3 separate regions of the Gossypium hirsutum genome follow, and all the other regions are linked to region 2. A link is a contact called in public Hi-C data. All regions are on one chromosome and are shown on one strand. The core of a region is the stretch at or near the end of the contact, and the rest is flanking DNA. Distances in the headings are between cores, read along the strand shown.

Region 1 (4,306 bases), core at 1,623-4,122, 620 kb after region 2:
AGCATGCATTAGATTAAGCACAAAAAGTAGGAATAAGAAAGCTTAGTGGTTTCTTGAAGAATGCTTGAGGGAGAAGATGTAGGCAACAATGGAGGTGAAAAAATATTAGAAAATATCATATTTTTAAGCTATTAAATGAAAATGAAACTGAGTTATATTAAAACCCTTGGATGAAGTTGAAAATACAAGCTAAACTTTGAGTACTAAAATATAAATAACACCTAGCTAGAGTAGCAATTAACTAACTAATAGTTATCAGCCAACAACTAAATACAACCCAAAATTTTTGTACAAAATTGCCCCAAGACACTGAATTTTGATTGGGGTTGGTATTGGACAAAAACTACCCCTAGAGCCAATTTTCTCCTCGTCCAGCAACGATATAGCGACACCTAAGCTTCGATGTCGTGATATCAAAAACAATATCAAAATTGGGGGTCCCGGTGTCGCGATACCCATCCTAAGTGTCAGGATATCACTGCGTTTGACCTCAATTTTCTTCACTTTAGCACCTTTATGGGTATCACGACTTCCATAACCTCAATTCGTAGTATCCAGTCTGAATGATGATTTCCTCGATTTCGGGCCATTATCGACTTCCTACACCAACTCAATCACGTCGTTAGGTTCCCCATGACACCATTTGGCCAATTTTTGTCTCAAGAGGGTATAAAACTAATAAAATCATTTATTAATAACAAAAGTAAAGAAAGTACACTTAAATTGCTTGAACATAGGCTCATCTAGTATAATGAAGAGCCTAATTTGATATATCAAATTATGACGGATCAAGAGGGACAATTGTTATATATTTACACAACGGCACCCTTTATGCCACAACACTTCCAAGATGACATGCCAGCACAGATAACTTGATAGGCGATGCCAAAGTGTCATCAAGGGATTTGTCATGTCAAATCCAATTTCATTTAATGATTGTAACGCTGCAAGTTTATCAACCCCGAAAGCAATTACATCCAGCCCACTCCTCATGTTACAAGGTCAAATCAAACCCATTTTGATCTAACCCAACATAAGTCATCATGAAAGGGAGCCCACCTCAAGCTTGGATATATCTATTAAAGCCACTCTGATGAAGGGTATCATGTACCAAGATTAACGACTGTGAGCACAAATTGGATATAAATCACACCCATTACAACGACTCCTTACAGCCTTTACATGTAAATCGTGATACCTTTCATTCCATGTTGTAACAAAAAGGCAGGGTGATTTGATGAATAACCTAACCACCCAAATAGCATAATTGTAATTGGATGAATCACATTGCTATTTCCATGATTATTAGAAAAAGTAATAATATCAAATTTCATTTTCCTTATCATCACTTTTTTTCTTTTTCCACACTTTTTCATCAGCTAATTAATACATTAATCTTATCTTCCCTTTATAAAGGTTCCACTATAGGATTAGAAAGTTACGTCTGTCTGAGCATTTCAATTTTTACTTTTTACTATAATGGAAAACAACATTTAGCATCTCGTACCATTACTAAATTTCCTTTTGTCAATATACATCATCATTATCCAACTTCAATTTCAAACACCAAGGATCTTAACCATTTAATTTTGAAATTTTCACCAGGCAAGTTTGATAAATTTTGTATATTCTTACTAATTATAAATTTATTTTAATTGAATCAAAAATTATTTATTCTTAAGCATTGTGGTTCCATTTTAAAGTATTATTCTCTTAACCTCTTTTAATGATAATTGCATTGTGGGTATCTAAAATTGCAATGCTAAAAGGTTCAACCCATCATTTGCAATTATAATGTATACCTTGTAGCTTTATATAAGTGAAACTATAAAAAAAATTTTAAAAAAAATTGCAATGCTCATATAAATTACAATTTATATTATATTCTCTCACAAAAAAATAAAAATTAAAAAAAAACAAATTATATATAATATCTCTAAAATTTCAAAAAATAATAACTCAAAGTCATTGGATTTACAATATGGAAATAATAAATAAATTATGCTTAAGCTTCGTCACTCTTTTCCACTCGGGATGACTCGGTAAAAACAATCCCTCTTTGCCATCTCCTTCATAATCATTGTAAGGAAAAGAACTTCAAAATTACCCACTAATCACTCTAATAAATCATAATGAAACCTAATCAACTCAGTAAAACTGTTAGCGCTTCCAACTCTGGTTGAGTCAACCAAGGAGGATCTGTCGTTTTTATTATATGCTTGCATTAGCTTTTAGTACACTGATTTATCGGCGACCCCATGAAGCAACGGTCGAGATTCGCCTAAACCCCCGAGTTTATTCTTCATGCCGACTTGGCAGCATCTCTGAAGAACCTCGAATGTGGAGAACCGGCCCGAGTCGGATCGGGATACGGCTCGGAGAATCTCCTCGAACAACGACTCGTCGCATGGGATGGTTAACGGTCCAACGTTGTTGAAACCGTACTCCTCTTCAGTTTGTACCAGGAGTTTTCTGAACATGGGGTGGTTAAGGTACGTCGCGCGTACGATAAATCTCCTGAGACTGGTGCCCACGCAGACCGCCACGTGTCCAGCAGGAACATCTGACGGCGCGTGTCCGTTATTGTTGTTGTTGGCCGTTATCCGGGCATTCCTTCGCCACTGCTTCAGCATTTGTCGGATCCGAACTATCTGACGAATTTTCTGGCATTTTCCCATTCCGTGATACATTCTTTTCCCAAGGAAGTGACAGAAAATGAGCAAGGAACGTTAAAAGGAAAAGAGAATACTTTCCGAGAAAGTGAGAGAAAGAAAAAAAGTGCAGTAGAAGAAGGAAGTCTTCGGTGGCGTGAGAAAAAATAAAATTTACTTGTGAGTTAAAAGTTTAGGGCGGAGGGAGGTATTATAAGGTCAAGGATAAGAGATATTGCCCTTGGACTTTGAGATAATTACGAGATTGTGTCTGCTGTTTCCATGGGTATCATGGCCATGTGATCCACAGTAAGGTAATGGGACTTTAGCTAGCTTTAATCCATTTTTTAATTCATTAAAGCATAATTTCTTTAGTGTTTAGTTAGTTTCTTGATAGTGGTGCATTATCTATTTATATTATTATTTAAATTTCTGATTTAAAATTTAATTGAGAAATAATTATTAATCTTCATAGCGTTTGTGTGGACTTCAATTGAATTGAAAAGAAATTGATAAATTAAATTTAAGGTAAATTTATATTTTGATCATTTAAGTTGTTAGGCTATTAAAATTGTTGTTATATGACTTTTTTTTTATCACATTGTCTACACCAATCGAAACATCTCATTCCCTTTCTCTTTTATAGTTTAATTTTTTTTCATGAAACAATTTTTAATGTTGCTAATTTGTGAAGCAAAATTCAAACAGTTTTCTTCTCTAATTTTCAACATTGACTGTCAAATTAACTTAGAGTTAATGTATGTTATTATACTTGTCGAGCGTATTGATCCACCGTATCGATTGTGGAACTATCGCTTGAAACTTACTAGTTAGACTTTTAAAAAGAAAAATACTTAATAATCCGGTGACTTGAATAAAATCTTCCAAATAATTTAATGACTTAAACCAAAACTTTTGAAAATTTCAGTAATCAATTTTAGCTTTTTGAAGTTAAGTGACCAAAATATAAACTCATTAATAATTTAATAAACTTGGTAGTTTATAAAAAAAATATGAGCTAAATTAATAAAAGAAAGAAAAATATATTAGTAGGAGTATATAATTAAAAATGTAAAAAGAGACTTTCCTAATTTTGCTCATGATCCCGAGTTTTTTATTGTACATATTTTTTTATATTAATTTTAATAAAAATTGCATGAGAAGTAGAGAAAAATATACAAGGAATAAATAAAGTGAAAAAAAATATTCTAATTACTTTTATATAAATAAAACAAACTTTTAATTTTTAACTTAGCCTTAAATAAGTTATTAATATAAAAAAAACAAGTTTAAAGGGAAGATGAAACAAAATAAATAAATACTTGATATTTAATAAAAAAAAAGCAGAGAACTTTTTAAAAAGTGAACTAATATGAGATTTTTTTATTTTTTATTTTAAGTATTGTAACCCTTTTTGACATTTGGTTGATAGTTATAATGATATGATTGGATTAGATTCTGTGTGTCTTTAAAATACAAAAACCTTGTATCATGTCAAAATCCTACTACTAACCTCCTCCATGCAACTACATTATTTTCCACTAACAATATATATAGAGTTAATTAATTAAATCATAACTGGTTGCCTGTGCTAGCTACAAGATGATATTTATATGAATTATGAGCAAACAACAATGTTCATCATCTACGCCCCC
Region 2 (4,392 bases), core at 254-2,753:
ATTTTTTATTTGTTCGTTGTTTAATAAGGTCGATCCACAACAATTTTAAACAAAAGCAGGAGTTGTTCTCAAACAACAGTTACATTGGATAACAATTGTTCTAACTGAAACTCTATTTTAAAAATAATTGTTGTGAACGAAGCTATTCTCAAACAACGACTCTTTCCTACAACAATTATTTTGAAGGGAAAGTAAATAAACTGACGTTGCTTATTTGTTTTAAGCATGCTAATACAATTTCTTGAATCGGCAGCCAAAACCAAGTATGTAGAATAATCAATTTTGAGAACCTTCCCAACGACTTTGCAATTTCCCGAATAAGGACTTCATCATATTATTTTACTTGAAGCCATGAAATCTTGATCTCAGCATTGTAGAAGAAGAAAAGATCTCTTTTGCTGAGAAGTTTTAGTCCATGGTTAGGACTGTCAAATAATGTCCATTGATAACCTAAGGACCCTTTTAGCGGTACAATAATCTAATAATTCAAAACTTTTTACTAAAACGTAATCATTTTCCATATCAATCAATTGAATGGTTTCAAACATAGATTGGATGTTGGAGTGCAAGGCTCTGTAACCCATTTCCATACGGCGGAGAAGTCCCGACTTACCAGCATGAGATCCTTGAACCAATTTATTTCCATTATCACATCCTCAGATATGGAGCTGTCCCTAATCTGAACCTTCTTCGTCACCCTAGCTTCATCTATCTCTGTTTGCAGAGATAGAAGAGTCCTCCTTGGAGACCATTTACAATCAGTCCTTGTATATATAACAGTTTCTTAACTTTAAAATGTTTTATCAAATTTATAAATTTAACAGAACTTGAAGAGCATCCTTAAAACACTTGGTTTCCGCTTTAGTTTGTCCACTTAAAAGTGTATCAACAAAAAAACTATTACTTTCTCGGTTAAAGTCATCCCATAATTGACAATATTAAAAATTAGAAAGGATGTTGTTGAGATCAAAGAACTAATTTTGTTGATAACTTTCTCTGCTTCTGTACATTACATTGGTTTTCAGCTCCTTTTTTTTTCTCTTTCACAAATGGAGAAAGAAAAAAAAAAAAGAGGAATCAAAATTGTGAAGGAGTGGCCCTTTGCATCTCTTATTAGGCCTGCAATCGAGAAGTGAGATTTAGGAAGGCATCTTCTCTGCAAGGAATTGTTAGACCACCCATGGGATGATTGAACCCGAACTCTTCCTCCGCTCGCTTAAGCAAGTCGTTGAACGAAGGATGGTTCAACACAGATATTGGAACCACGAACCTTTTTCTTTGCGTCTCCCCCACATAAACTGCAATGTGACCTTTCGGAACATCTGGTTTGTCTCTTGTAATACGAGACTGCAGCTTGAGGATTTGCTTGGCGCTGGAAATCATGGACGGTAGACGAACACCCATAATTCGAAATAATGAAAGGGAAATACAAGGAGATATAGATACTGAAATTTAAGGTTGCAGCAGTAACTTGTGAATTCTTTCAGGTTTCTTGGAGCTAAGAGGCTGATAATGGATTCTTATTTATAGAGAAGGGAGATGATCAAAGACGCAAATTGGCTACCATTTTGGCCTTGGGAGGACCCACTGCACCAAAGGGTCACATGGGTTGGCTCATTTGATTGGAGCCAATGATGCAGTAGACCAGCCACTAGCTCTCTCTCCTCGGGCCGTACTTGGGGAATATCCGGCAACGTCGTCAGTGATGCAAGATCTGTTTGTAATATTGACCGTAACATGTTGAAGTAATTTTTTTTTTATCAAACATAATTGATGTAATGAGTGGATTCGGTCCAAACTAAGCTGTCACGGATGGACTAAACAAAATATTCGTGTCAAGTACGGAACTACAGTCCGTCCCATGCGGTGCTAGCTGGCTATACACTTGCATTTATACAGTATTCTATTCTAAGGTTTTCTTTTGAGGTTTTTTTTAGTGCACATCCCATTCTTGGTTTTGGATAAAAAAGGTATCGAAAGCACTAAGGTTTTTTTTCTTAGAATTATCTTTTGCATCGTTACGGAATTTTTAGGGAACTACTGTTGCTGACTCTAGCTTATATAATTTTATGTGACAATTAATAGTTATTTATAGTCAGTCCTCAAATTTTAGTTTCGCATATTTGTCCAGGTATTTTTTTAAATAAAAAAGCTAAATACAATTAATCATAATAAATTTTGTATTAGTCACCAGCGTTTTCTTGTATCACTTCTAGAGCAATTTATTTGGGTGGGTATTTATAAATTTTCAAATTAACATGATCATTTTTTACTAAAACTGTCATAGAGTCTGCAATCATATTTGTTGAGCATGGAGTATACAATACCTTTATATGTCATTCCCTTGCTAATTGTTCTCTGATGATTCGCACAAAGCTCGACCCAACCTATTTTGTTTGATTGTTAATCATATTTGTTGCAAGTAGATTGTCACTCTCCACCATGAGTTGCTTTATACCTCTCCTCCATGCTATATCCACACCATCCATAATAACCTAAAGTTCTGCATCAACTATAGAACATATACCTATATTTCTACTATACCCAATAATCCATTTACCTTTGTGGTCTCGAAACAACCCGCTAGTTGAGGCACTTCCTTTCAATAGATGCTTAACCCCATCCGTATTCAGCTTGCACCACCCTTTAGACGGCAATTTCTAGCAAGTCCGATTACTTCCCTGATCATTCTACTGATGCCCTCTTCAGCTTGCCATAGTAATTGATTTTGCATAAGCTAGAATACCTGTAACAACCCATTTTTGAGTCAAATAAGAATAGTAATTTCGGGACCACAAATCTGATGTCGAAAAATTATTTTAATATTATTATATGTGTTTACAGCATGATTGTATGTCTGTGTGAAAATTTTGTGAGCTAATTTTATTGTTTAATAGCTCAAATTGAGAAAAAAAGACTAAATCGCGTAAAATGCAAAAGTTGCATGCTATTAGTTAAAAGTGTTAATTGGCCTTGGCTTTTAATTATGAAGGCCTTAAATGGTAATTAGACCATTTTAAATGTTAATTGACATCAATGGACATCCATTATATAATTTTATATGTTTATTACTAAGGTTAAAAAGGTAAATTAGTTTATTAACTTATAATAAACAAAACAAAATAAAAATTTGGCTTCATTATCATCTTTTTGAACCGAAATTAGAGAAGAAGAGGACCAAGGGATTAGGTTTTCCATTCGACACATTTATAGCTTGATTGAGATCAAGAAAAGAGGAATCCAGAATTAGATCGGGGGAAAGGCAAGATTATCGAGTAATTGACTCGTTCTGTCGTTTTCATACCTGAGGTAAGTTCGTATGTGGTAATTTCATTATAAATGAATGTTAAATGGTTTGATATTACATAAACTATGATTATGAGATTACAGATAATGTTTGAATTGTGAATACGTCTTTACGGAGATGTTCGATGATAAAAATGACGAGTGAAACTTTCCGGTTGAACCTTAGGAATAGTTTAGGATGCTAGTGACATGTCATTAGGTTATTGTGTTGGCTTCGGGCCATGATAGCGGCATTTCGAGTGCGAATGATACCTTGATTTGGCTACGGGCCATGGTATAGGTATTTCAGAGAGGAGTTACCTTGATTTGGCTACGGGCCATGGTATAGGTACTCAGGGATAAGTTACCTTGATTTGGCTACAGGCCATGGTTTAGCAACTTATCGAGTGTGATCCTTGAGTATCCTACTTCTATTCTGAATGGTTCAACGGGTAAACAAATGATGTGGTTAAGAAAGAGGTTAGTGCGAAGTGATACAGGTACATACAGAACCTATTCGATTATTACATTGAAAAAGTTCAATGAGATGGTATTTGATCATGTTTTGAGACATGAGAAAGGTTTTTGATTAATGTGATTTTGATTTGGTAATGTATAAATGTTTGAATTACATTTATTTGATGAATTGAGCTATTCACTTACGAACTTACTAAGCTACGAAGCTTACTTTGTGTTAATTGTCTATGTTTTAAGGTCTATCAAAGCTAGCTCGGATCCGGGAGTCGTCAGGAACATCATCGCACTATCAAACACCTAAGTTGGTACTTTTGAGTTATGTATATATGGTATATCGCATGTATAGGCTAGTTGTGGTATTTTGGTTCTGAATTTAGCCATGAGAGTTGGCTTGTAAAAGACGATAATATTAATATGTGTTTGGCCAATTGAAATGGCTTATAAATGTATATGTTTTGGTATGTTTTGGTATAAATGTGGTTACGGTTTCATAGTTGCTCAAATGGTTATATTTTGAGTTTGGTAAATGATCTATATGGTGTGATTGAAGTTATTAATTTGAGAAGTTATGTGCTTGTGAATTAATGCTTGATGATATAAGTGTTTGAATAGGTAATTGGCATTGACTTG
Region 3 (4,570 bases), core at 1,166-3,665, 700 kb after region 2:
TTTGTGAGAAGAAAAGATCCAGCACCCTTATCAACAACAATATCAATTGGACACCCCATATTAATGTCAATGAAGTCCACCGTACACTCCTTTTCTATAAGTTCAACAGTACGTGCTACAGTGTCAGGATATGCCCCACATATCTGGACTCCAAACAAATCCTCGGATGAATGTCGCCTCAGCAGAGCCCATTCTGAAGCTTGACCCTGTTGCCACAGGATAAGCGCCACGGAGAAACATATGAAGCACAGAAAGCACTTTTATAGTAATAACAAATGTAAAAAACAAGAAAGGGCCACCAGAAGAGCTAGCCAAAAAGAAGTTCAACTACTAACTGTTAGCTTCCAATCAAGATGTATATTCTAATAGCAAACCAGTTAATGCAAGACATCACTAGTTTCTTATTTGGGATGCCTTGCTGAGAAAAAAAATTATGCCTATTCGTTCCCTTGGGTATACTTTAACTGGCTAACCGCAGCCCATTATTTCAATTTCTGACACTTATTGGAAGGAAAAAGTAGCAGTTTGCCCCTGATCCAAAAATCACTAGGCAGTTGTGATATGCATACCTGCAAAAGGTTGGTGCACATTGCCATTTCACCGCATGTCACATCTGCTCCCAGTGTTTTGCAAACCCTACGAAAAGGAAGATTCCCAACTGTGGTTAGAGGAGCAAGATACAACTTCTCTCTAAAATCAATAAGCATCTTTTCACGAGGGTGTATCTTGAGGCTCTTATCAGGTTCTGCATGTACATCATCAGCCAGTTCAGTTTCAGCAGATTTTTTTTCATTATACTTCTCAAGAACAGTCGCATCTTTCAAATTACATATCTTGGGGCTCCTATCAGGTTCTGCAAGTACATTATCTGCCAGTTCAGTTTCAGCAGAATTTTTTTCATTATCATTCTCCAAAACAGTTGCATCTGTCAATTTACACAACTGAGTTACAGACTAGATTAATCAGTTCAAAAATTAGTAAAGAATAAAAAATCCACAAGAAGTCTATCACCTTCCCCTTCATCAGAGCACTTTTCATCAACCAGTAACTTGGCCTTCTTCAAGGGTCTCAACTCATCAGTTTCACATGCCTCCTCAGCATTAACTGCTGCTGGAAATGTTGAAGGACACTCAGAACAGTCAACTGAATCATCAAGCACCTTTTTGCAATTGGTCTCATCAGCAGCATGAGAACCATCTAAACCAACTTCGTCTTCCTCCTTATCTACCAGCTTCTTTACTTTCCAGTTGGGCCCCTGAATTATCGCGTTGATAACAAGTTACTAACAATAAACCATAATGATTATAAAACAAGATGGAATGAACAGAAATGCAAGAAATAAGGACCAATAAAAGAATTATTTCATTGTACCGCCAGTCCAAGAGATTTAACTACAGCATCCGCTTTAGTAAAGCGCATTTTGTTTTTCCACAAAAGCTTCTGAACATCTTTGCTTAGTCCATTGACTTCAGAGCTTTTCTTCAATAAATTAGAAGTAGCAATGGGAGCATTATCCTTATGCGTGCCTGCAAATCTACAGGCTAAACCATAAGGGCAGGGTGCATCAGCTTTTATAAATGGGCAGTCACCCTCTAGATCAGCCGGTTTCTACATACAAAAAAAAAACTATTAAAAAAACCCAATTAGCAAGATTTGATCAAATTATAAAGTCAGGAAATGGGTATTCAAATACCTGAGCCATAAAGGCTTCAATGTCATGGCTGAAACGACATTTATCTTTATAAGAACATGCATTGACATCTCCCGTCTTTGCTATCTCAGGACATAGATTCAAAGGAGAATTTTGCTCCTGAAGGAGAAAAACAAATCTTCAACGATCACTTTTCAATTTACATTCCACTACTACAACAACAACAACAACAAAAAAAAAAGATTTTTTTCCCTGCCGGCAAATAACAATTGCTTTTGTAAAGGGAAACAGATCAGGTTAAGAAAATTGGGACCTGACGACGCTCTCGTTTGAGTTGCCGCTTCGATTTCTTTTCCTGGACAACGTTTGCCTGAGGTTGCTTGACGTTGGTGTCAGAGGCGGGGTTGTTTTGGGTGGTTCTAGAGGATGGTGGAGGTCGAAGAAACTCTCGCTTTACAGGTGCAATGGCTCGAGCTACTAACTCTTCCGGTGAACGTTGAGTAGTTCCATTCGGGTCCAAAGGCGGCTGTGAAGCCGGGACCCCTTCCGTCGAAGAGTCTGTAACCGCACAGATATCTTTCGGACAGTCATCCATCGATGGCGAGTTCGCTGGGTGAGGGCACTCAGTTCCCTGTCAATCTCCTGCAGTGATTAAAGCTCTGTTTCCAGTAACGAGGAGTGGCTCCTGATTAGGGTTTATGTTCAGTGGGATTGTTGTTGTAAGTGTACATAACGTGGGTAACCACATATTCACAGGGCAAAAGTGCCGCGCCTTTACTACGCGGACGGTGAGAAACAAAACGATGTCGTTGTTATCCTGAGAAGCAAACGATGCCGTTTTCATGAGGAGAGTGAGGACGAAAACGAGGCCGTGTTTTGGTGGAGAGTAAAAAGCAAACGGCGTCGTTTCATCTAAAAGGGAAAGGATAATATTATTAGAAAGATTTAAAGCCATACCATGAACTTGAGTCTAACCTCTTAAGCCACTCTACCATCCAATCGCCATGTTTGGTTTAATAAAATAGAATAAATTAGGAATGTATTAATTATGTGTAGAAATAGAATATAAAAATAATAGATATTATATTGTTTAGTTGATTGAATAGAATAAACAAGTAATAGTATTAAGCTGGCTAGATTGATAGTAAGAAAGAGAAAAGTAATAAGTGTTCAACGATATTATGATCCTTAAATTAAATAATAATATTTTTATTATTCTATTATTATTAAAATTGATATAATTCATAAAAATAATATATGTAGAAAATTTAAATATTACAATTTAGTAATATATATTATAAATATACTTAATAGTATAATATATTATTCATTTCTTAATAAATTTATAAATATTATGTCAAAACATACTATTTGAAAATGAATAATTTCACCTTTTACATTAAATAATAATAACATTATTTACCAATAATTTATTTAATTTTCAAAAATAAATCTAAAAATCATATTTAAAAATTTAGAAATATTATTAAAATCCTACTTATAAAAGTATAAAATTTTTATTTTAATATTACTTTTATCTCTTTCTTCTTTTTTTGGAGTTCTACCTGGTTTTTTTTTTAATTTAATTTAATTGACCAACTTTGATTTGTTCAGAATGTTTCCATTCTTAACTCATCATCGTGGCAACTGATCTCATTGTCACTATCAACCATCGTCAAGGCTTTATGGAATTTCATCACAGATTTCTTGTAACTTCTTTTTTTATTTTCTACTGGATTTTTCAAAAAACAAAATAACAATAAACTTTGATTACAAAAATAATCTTCAGCTTCCGTTGCATTTTTTGTGGTCTTCCATCGCTCCAAGTCTTCATTTTGGTTTTCTTAATTGTTGTGAACTCCTAAAATTTAAAGGCTTAAAATCCTTAGTGCTAATCTTAAATAGAAAAAACCGAAAAAGTTGTTTTATTGCCTCTGTAGTGAGAATGATATTGAAAAAACCAAATCAAATTTAACAAAAGTTGTCTTGGTTTAACTTGAAATGATGAGGGTAAAATTTTAAATATATATAAATGCTATTCGCTGTTGTGCGGAACAGCCATTCTTTAGTAAGAATGAAGAATAGTAATTCGTTATTGTCGGTAATGAGATATAAATTCTAAATCGGCTGAATAAGGAATTTATTAAACCAAATTATGGAATAATTATTCCCCTTGGAATAAACCCAGAATGGGTTCGCTATTCATGCCAGCCAACCAAATGTTCTGTAAGTTTCAAACTTTTTACAAATGAACAAGAAACTATGCTCTGAATATGCCAAAGAAAGCTCTTCTGTGATAAAAGTTTTTGCTGATCTGATATTTTAAAAAGAAAGATTTCAGATTAATTGCTTCCAAGTCCCAATCTTATCACACTGCCTGCTTAGTGAATGATTAAACACATACATGGGATGAAAACACTAGCTTTCTTTCTCTCTCAGTTCACAAGTTTGGTTTTGCTACATTTTGGTGCAATAAAACTCAACTTGTGCAAATACCCAAAGTACATCGAAAATCAATTGATAGAACAAACTGCAAAAGAAAAAAACCAGAGTCGCTCAAATGAAATGCCCAAACTCTTTTACTGAAATGAGAAGAGAATTAAATAAAAAAAAGAATATAACAGAAGAGTTAAAGATCAACTCTTGTAATGTTAATGAAACAAATCCTGTATGTCAACTTAATGCTTACATTCCAAAATGATTTATCTATCATAAATAAATAAATTAAAAAGATTTGATTATAACCGATATTATGATTATTCAAGCTGATGTATGTTTTTACTTCGTCCCATCATCTAAAGATGGAGAATATCTGATGCAGGTTGAAATCCTCCGAAGTCGGGACGTTGAAAACTAATGAATACCCGAGGTGAAGAGAAACGGGGGTATCATGGGTTTTCAAAGCTTCCCAGAGACCAA

Evidence for each region. Hi-C and Micro-C count contacts between places; a contact is called where the count stands out from the background.
Region 1: a Hi-C map of leaf shows a contact between it and region 2, with 2.2 times the contacts expected there. The contact joins the promoter of LOC107903712 here to the promoter of LOC107893904 in region 2. A contact is called at or near these places in 9 of 34 Hi-C or Micro-C datasets (callus, hypocotyl, leaf and 1 more).
Region 3: a contact with region 2 is called in a Hi-C map of leaf, with 5 times the contacts expected there. The contact joins the promoter of LOC107903715 here to the promoter of LOC107893904 in region 2. A contact is called at or near these places in 4 of 34 Hi-C or Micro-C datasets (all in leaf).

Annotation. Positions count from the first base shown.
Region 1 is chrA13:43,460,396-43,464,701 of Gossypium_hirsutum_v2.1, forward strand. LOC107903712 (auxin-induced protein 6B) reads right to left here and starts at 2,873. Exons shown (of 1, transcript XM_016829857.2): 1 at 1,929-2,873. The coding sequence starts at 2,690. The coding sequence ends at 2,232.
Region 2 is chrA13:42,839,849-42,844,240 of Gossypium_hirsutum_v2.1, forward strand. LOC107893904 (auxin-responsive protein SAUR22) reads right to left here and starts at 1,504. Exons shown (of 1, transcript XM_016819048.2): 1 at 961-1,504. The coding sequence starts at 1,404. The coding sequence ends at 1,114.
Region 3 is chrA13:43,538,708-43,543,277 of Gossypium_hirsutum_v2.1, forward strand. LOC107903715 (tRNA-dihydrouridine(47) synthase [NAD(P)(+)]-like) reads right to left here and starts at 2,416. Exons shown (of 10, transcript XM_041086141.1): 1 at 1,965-2,416; 2 at 1,694-1,810; 3 at 1,372-1,608; 4 at 1,012-1,255; 5 at 570-853; 6 at 1-206. The coding sequence starts at 2,246. It overlaps LOC107903717 (bZIP transcription factor 29), which reads right to left. Exons shown (of 5, transcript XM_016829861.2): 5 at 4,208-4,570.